Regions from separate parts of the Anser cygnoides genome. Here region 2 is linked to region 1. The links are chromatin contacts, called in public Hi-C maps. All regions are on one chromosome and are shown on one strand. Each heading gives the region's core, a stretch centred on a gene start, on an enhancer-like site or on the middle of the called end of the contact. The rest is flanking DNA. Distances are from core to core; before and after follow the strand shown.

Region 1 (3,553 bases), core at 1,005-3,504:
AAAAATGCACCTAATGTTATCATTCCACTCGTGTTCTATCTTGGGGGCATATTTTTTGTATACCAGTATTAATAGGCTTGCTATCACATAATCAGTAAACTTGTTGCAGTGAGAGCCTTGGAATTTGAGTTCATCCCAATAGTGTAAGACACCTAAAAGGAGAATGGGACCCACGTATGAAAGGATATTTAGAATGGATTTTGCTTAACATCGTAAAACATCGTCACTTGGGCAAAATGACTTAGAGATAAAGAATTGAATTTATTGTTTTAAGAAATTGTTTTATTTATTCTTGTTTTATTTACAGAAATTGAATTTCTTTGTTTTAAGAAATGTTCAAGTGAAATCTGAGAATTTTATTGATGCTAGTGTACTTGTTTTTAATACATCTTGAAAAGTATCAAAATGTATTTTATAAATAAATTTCCTTCCAGTCATAGTATGTGCTTTTCCTGCAGCATATGAAACATGAACAGATGTACTTTGCTATTCTAACCCAAATTCCTTTAAAAATGTTATTCAGAGCCTAAGTTTGTAAATTATTCTGATATAAAGTTGGGTTAGTGGATCAGATTGTTTTCCCTATCCCTGCAGAAAATACCTGTGCACCACAAATATTTTTCTGTTTTGTCTTGTGTTTTTTTATTTATTTTCTTTGGGGGGGGGGGGGGGAAGGGAGGCTAGAACTGGTTTCTACTTGCAGAACTATTGAACATTATGATACTTTTTAGTATAATACTGTAAAGCAAGGAAGTTGTTCTTTTTGTTTGACACACGACTGTTAACCAGGAGTTGTAGCTCTGTTCTTTCTTGGCTGTCTCCAAGCCTTCCTGTGTGACTTGGAGAAAATCATTTAGTCTTCTTGAAGTTTTAAGTTCCGCAACTATAAGCAGGAGAAAAGTAAGTTCTGCAAGAGCTCACTAATGAGGCCTTTTAATTCACGAGTGTTGTCATGAAGCTTTGGGATCCTGAAAAGGAAGGTCCCAAATAAAGGCAAAGGACATAACTGTTGTGTTCTTCCTTTTCAAGATTTGAAAGCACAGTTTAGAGAAGCCTCTTGAAATTCTGTTTCATTCACCCTTTAATAGATCCACCATCAAATATAAACACTTTTTTTTTTTTTTTTTCCCCCTCTGGCTCTCTTTCAGCTTCATTTCTTACTCCTGAGGAAAATCTACTAAAACTGGTCCATGGGTTTTTGCTAATTACTACTGTATGCCATTTTAGAAAAATGAAGAATAGTTAAGTAGTTGGAGGAGCTGTGCAGTAAAAGGGGCAGCTTTTGGACAATTCATGAAATAGTCGGTGCCTTTTAGTGGTAGGGTAGTCCTTCTGCTCATGAATTATTCATTTTAATGCTTTTGTTATAATGGCGACAGTGTTCAGTCTCTGAGGCTGTTCTGGATAGCCTTCCTCTGCTGAAATACTGCACAGCAGCGGCTACCGTTTGTTTTTTAAACTAATACATCTAAGTCAGTAACATATTGAGTAAATGTATTTTCATGATCAAGAAAATGAGAAAAGGGGAAGAAAAACAACATTATAACTAAGAGGGTCTGTTTTGCTCAAGGGTTTGGTTAGTTTACTTTTCTGGGAGCTATTTAGGGAAATCATTTAGAATAAATATTTTTACTGATCATTTTATTTAGTATTAAATGCAAAGTAGATCTATAGCAATAACACACATTAGCGTCTTTGCTCTGTATACCACTGTGCAATAAAAGGCAGTTTAAAAACAATCATTGTTCATAAACATATTAAGTTTTTCTTAAAACTAATGTTTAAAGATCGCTTTGAAACTTTTTTTTTTTTTAAGATGAAACATAACATAACCACATAACCCACACAGAAAATGTATATGAGTCATGTGCATGCAGAAATAAAAGTTTCTTTGTGGTATCTGGTATCAGTCTTTCATTAAAGCATGGACTTTCCTAAACAGAAATTCCAGTGCAAATGGTTCAGGGTTCTCAGCTCCCCCCTTCCCCCCGCCTCCCTACCCTTTTCTGGTGCTGACTTCAGCCGGTGCGCCTAGCAGGGCGCATTAGGGACCGTCCCTGTGCAGAGCGGGGAATTTGGGGCTGGGGACTACGTGGTACTGGTTTCAGTGGACAGAAGCGAGTGCACAAGCACAGCACGCTCTCTGTATAACGCAGTATAAAGCGTGGTGATTTCTCCTAAGCCATATACATACTCCTAAAATGCCTTCAAGCAACAGATAAGTGTGTGTGTGTGGAGGGGAGGACGGAAGCAGCGAGCAGATAGATGAACGATTAGGTCATTTGGATTTGGAATGAGGGTTTTTTACACTGAGCTCTCTCCTCGTTCCTGGCTGATCAGATTCTCTACACACACGGGGAGCTGAAACTGCGTCAGTAGAGAAAAGAAAACTCCATAGATGGATATAGTGGCAGAACTATAGGGAGTATCGACGAGGAGAAAAGTTTGAATTGAAAGTATATGCGGTTTAGGGGAATCTGAATCACGCAGTATTACTTTCGCTTTTTCTAGGCTTCTATTTCCTACGAATAAACCATCAGGGAGATAGAAGTTCTGATTTAGATAATGTCTTGCAGTCTCTGGAATAACGCATTCTGCGGGAGGGGGAGTCCTTGCTGAAAAGGTCACGCTCCACGAGCAGAGAGCCTTCCCCGCTGCCCGCACTCACAGCATTTCTTCTGCGAATGTCAGCTGTGGGGCTGTCCCTGAGAATTTTTCCTGGGTTTAGGTGGGTACAGCATGTAAAATGGAAGCAACGATAGGAACCCCTCCTTTCCTTTTTCCTGTAGCTCTGCTCAGACCATTCTCTGTTAGCATGGTAGTGGTACAAAGTGTGTGGTCTTTCAGCTCTGACTAATGCATTTTGTGCTGTGTGACTGAAAATGCCTCATAGCCTGCCAGGGCTGACTGAGGGCTGTGGAATGTGGTGCCTTTTCTCTGTTTCTCTGATTTTTTTTTTTCTTTCTTTCTTTTTTTTTTCTTTCTCTTTTTTTTTTTTTTTTTCAGAGAAGTGTGTAGGCAGTCTGTTGAGAAACCTCAAGATGCAGGGGAAATGCTTGCATGTTGTGGAATGTGGCTTCCCCCGGGAGACCCCCGCCAGGCAGGCAGTGAATGAGCAGGGCTGGAGAATGAGAAAGGGAGGAGGTCGGAGGCAGAGAGAGATAGGAAAGAGTGAGAGAGGAGGAAGGAAGGAGGTGGAAACGGAGGGGCCCGTTTCCCTTTTTCTGAAGCAATGACAGCTGGTTCTGTCCTGACTCACATGACAAAGTGCTGTGGAGAGCAGTGCTTGAGCTTGAAGCCAGCCAGCAGGGATGGTCAGCTGATTTTATTTTCTTTTTTTCCAGACTGTGGTCAGCTGATCTGCGGTGACTGGTCAGCCCACCAAGAAGGTACCTCAGCACGCAGGTAAGAGAGAAGCTGCACACTCTTAATGCAGCTGGGGGCAGGGGGTGCAAATGGCCCTAACATTGCTCGAATAGTTTAGAAAAAACGCTTCTGGTTTGCTTTGGTGTGTAACACTATGATTGTCTCTTTCAATGCTACTACTTGTGCT
Region 2 (3,633 bases), core at 188-2,687, 130 kb after region 1:
TAGCATTTTTTCCTCCTTTGAAATTAAAAACAATAAATGCCAGGATTTTCAAAATTCCAGGAAAATTCAGCCTGAGGGATTTTCTCTGTTGGCTTCAATAATCTTTGGATTCCATCCTTGGAGAGAACACTTTTAGAGCAAAATATAATAACAAGCAAGAAGAGCACTGAATCTCATAGCTGCTGTACAGCAGAATTAGATCTTGCTGCACTCCTGTGGAGGTCTATACACTCGATTAGGATAACATTTCAGCTTCTTTTAACTACTGAAATCCTTATTCTCTAATATCCAGTTGTGCCTATATTAGGGGAGTGCTATGACATGCTTGGGCTCAGAGATGGGGCCCAGAAGTAGGGACATCCTGGTGAGAGGAGAAGGCCAAGGAGACCCTCGTTTCAATTTTTGGTCCAAACACTTCTCTTTACCACCACTGAAAGGTAAATCATAGAATCATAGAATAGTTTAGGCTGGAAGAGACCTTAAAGATCATCTGGTTCCTCCTCTCCTGCCATGGGCAGGGACACCTCCCACTAGATCTGGCTGTCCAACACCCCAGACATGGTCTTTTCATGGGCCTGCCTGCTACAGAGCTGCATGGAAATCTTCCATGGTAACTTATTTCCCACCAGAAATAAATAAATAAATAGATAAAAATAAAAATGTTAGTTTGTAAAAAACAAAGGGTTTTATCAAAGATAAATAATTTTGAAAAGCAAATTTTTAGAGGAATTCTTCCAAGAAAGTCTCATCTGAATTTTCTGGAAGCAAATGTTTCAGTTTTCCATTTTGAAAGACTTTTTACTATGGTGGACTCCTACTTCAATAATGCATTAAAAAATCATGATTTCAAGGTGGAGTAAGAAAGAGGTATTGCGTTTTTATCAAAATGAAACACTGAGAGCAGTTCAGTGAATGCTGTTTTTTTACAGGTGGTTTGGGGGAATTTATTTTGGGCTCAGAAAATTTGGAAGAAAAATGGAGTGTCTTTGTTCCATTCTGAGAAAGAACAATTTTTCAAACCCATTGCTTTCCCTCTAGACCAAAAACTCTCACCCATCCCTAATTCTCAGAAGCCTGCATCTTTTCCTATGGTCAGCTGTAGCTGAGCTTTGGGTGTTTGAGGGGAGAATAACCAAAGGAAAGCACTGTGCTGTCAGGGCAATAGAAACTTTGGCTAGTGGCTAGGAGTGGGTGAGCCTGAGAATTACTCGTGCTTGCCTGCAAGTTGGCAGCATGTCTGGAGAGCATCCAGGATCTCCAAGTGCCCAGAGTTACAGGCCAGCCCAGGAAACAGCCTGCTTTAACAGCTCTGGGACACCCGGGAGGCCTTTTTTGGTTAAGTGCAAACCTTTACTCACACGCACACGCCCCACCTTAAGCAGCAATCCAGTCATTCTCAAAGAATGTCTTAAAAATAATTAAACGGCTTTACATCATGTTCCAGGAGATTAAAATTTTCTGCCTTGCATTTCTTAAAGCTACCAGCTTATAAGATAGCATGTCAAAGGAACAAAAGGTCATACGTGGCACTACTTGCTGCCTCCATCCGGGGGGAGTAGCCAAGCATTTTATTACCTCTTTTCTTGGCTAAGGAGAGGAAAGAAAAGTGAAATAGTCTTAGCTTAGGCTATGTAGTGTCCCCTAGCCTCTCTCATGCAAGTGTGGGGTCATGCATTTGGCATCACTTTAACTCCTGTTAAGTCATGGATGTCATCCAAACATGTGCTGAACATGAGGAGTATGTCCTCCTCAGGTGGAATTTGGAGATTCCCTTCATTTCTCCAGTATTTGTGAAAACAAACAAACAAAACCAGATTAGAAGTGAGGAGTGGCTCTAAATAATGTCAGTGTGGTACCACCTGCTGTGCTTGGAGGGCTGTTTTGTTTTTCAAACAAACTGACTATATTGTTCACATTCATGAGAATTAAATATTGGTCTTTCAAGACTATCTATCCAGGAAAAATAAAACAATGGTTTCATCAGCAATAGGCAGAAACAGCTGCTAGAAACGGTTCTCAGAGTAATGCACTGGGAATAAATGTCTCAACATCACATTGAGAGAGAAAGGATAACAGAAGATGAAGCAGGTCAGCTGGCACCTGCAGCAACCTGGCCAGCCTGCCTGGCCCCTGGGCTCACCAGGCAGAGGCTTCTCAGGGACCTCTGCACCAGCCATGGTCAGGGCACTAAGTCCTGGATCCCAGTTTGGCACCTCTGATGGTGGCACAGGACACTGATGCAGCACTTCTCAGCACTTCTCTCTCCCTCCCTGTTAAGTTCAAGTTTGATTTTTAATGCTTTTCAAATCAACTTAACTGTGATTCTTAGGGGAATCTCAAATTTCTTGTCATATTAGGATAACAAAAAATGTATGTGCCGTTGTGGGCCACTACATCACACGACTCCCTCTTGTTCCAGTCCCTGGCATCCCAAATCACAGTATGGATGCAGCTCTAATAACCTTTCCTGGGCAAGCTGCTAGCCTCCTTGGGTAGAGAAAGGACATGAAGAAGAACTAATATCCCAAGACAAAAGAAAAAGCTTTTCCAAATTTTTCTCTTTCTTCTCAAGTGTTTGATGAAAATGTATCAAAGAGCAAAAAGGGTCTCAAAGAGCAAATGACAGTGTACGGGCTTTGTGTCAGGCTCTGAATATGAAAGATGAGAAAGGAAAGAAAGAGACAAAAGAAAGGGAAGAAATAATAAGAAAATGAATAAAGGGAGGAAATGGCCAAGATATGAAAAGAAAGTGAGAAGCAAAATGGCTGAGAAAAGCGGGAGAAGAAATTTTGAAGGAAACGTGTGAGGCTGCAAAATAGTAGATGTACATGTCTCTAGTGGAAAACGGTCATTATGGGGCACGTACAAGCAAATATGACATTAAAAATTACACAATAGCAGATAAGTAAAGGCTGTGGGTAGGTCTGGATAGTTCTCCTCCAAATAAGGCAGCCGAAAATCAGCGTTCCCTTATTGCAGCTATTGTGAAGCTAAAGTTCACTTGTACTGAAATGTTTCCTTACTTTGTATCATAGCCTGATAAGTGATTTGTTCCACTGGGAGAAAACCTTTTATCACCACGGCCCATGTGTGTTTTGTTGGCACAGTATCTGAAGTCCAATTATTCAATATACTTTTTCAGCTGGTGGGTATTTGTTTGAATTTTTAACAAAGGCGGGGTAAAACTATGTTTTTGAGAAATTCTGCTTTGCACTTTCTCCCTGTCTGGGTCTTGGCTCTTCTTTTGCTACTTTCTGTCTACAGCCAAATCCACTCCCTGAAGCACCGAGGCACTGCAACGCTTAAATCCAAAAATCCTCTGAGTGTTTGCAACACCCCGAGCACCCACACACCCCGCTTCTTCCAGTGCCCTTTCCCACTGCGGTGTGCAGATGTGCTCTGGGCAGGCGAAGCACAGTCACATCTGCTCTCATCAAGGTACTGCTGCCGTAGCAAAGACAAGTGCAGCAGCCCCAGCAGTGCTCTCCCAGCACTGGTTCTCCCAGCAGTGTTGCAACCAGTGCTTGGGATAGCTTTGACAACACTCCCTCACCCGGTAAATTCGTTCTCTCCTTGATTTCACACGCTGAACAGTAGCCAAAGCCATAACCTGTGAACCTGTGATCTTCCTAC

The links. Hi-C and Micro-C count contacts between places; a contact is called where the count stands out from the background.
Region 2: a Hi-C map of liver shows a contact between it and region 1, with 1.8 times the contacts expected there. The contact joins two enhancer-like sites. A contact is called at or near these places in 2 of 7 Hi-C or Micro-C datasets (granulosa cells and liver).

The regions. Positions count from the first base shown.
Region 1 is chr1:118,853,112-118,856,664 of Taihu_goose_T2T_genome, forward strand. No RefSeq gene overlaps it. Among named protein-coding and RNA genes, the nearest start is that of DIPK2B, 200 kb to the right of the region's middle. Within about 2 kb of position 2,255, at least 2 of the 3 cell types and tissues checked have open chromatin away from gene starts, as enhancers often do.
Region 2 is chr1:118,982,609-118,986,241 of Taihu_goose_T2T_genome, forward strand. No RefSeq gene overlaps it. Among named protein-coding and RNA genes, the nearest start is that of DIPK2B, 68 kb to the right of the region's middle. Within about 2 kb of position 1,438, at least 1 of the 3 cell types and tissues checked has open chromatin away from gene starts, as enhancers often do.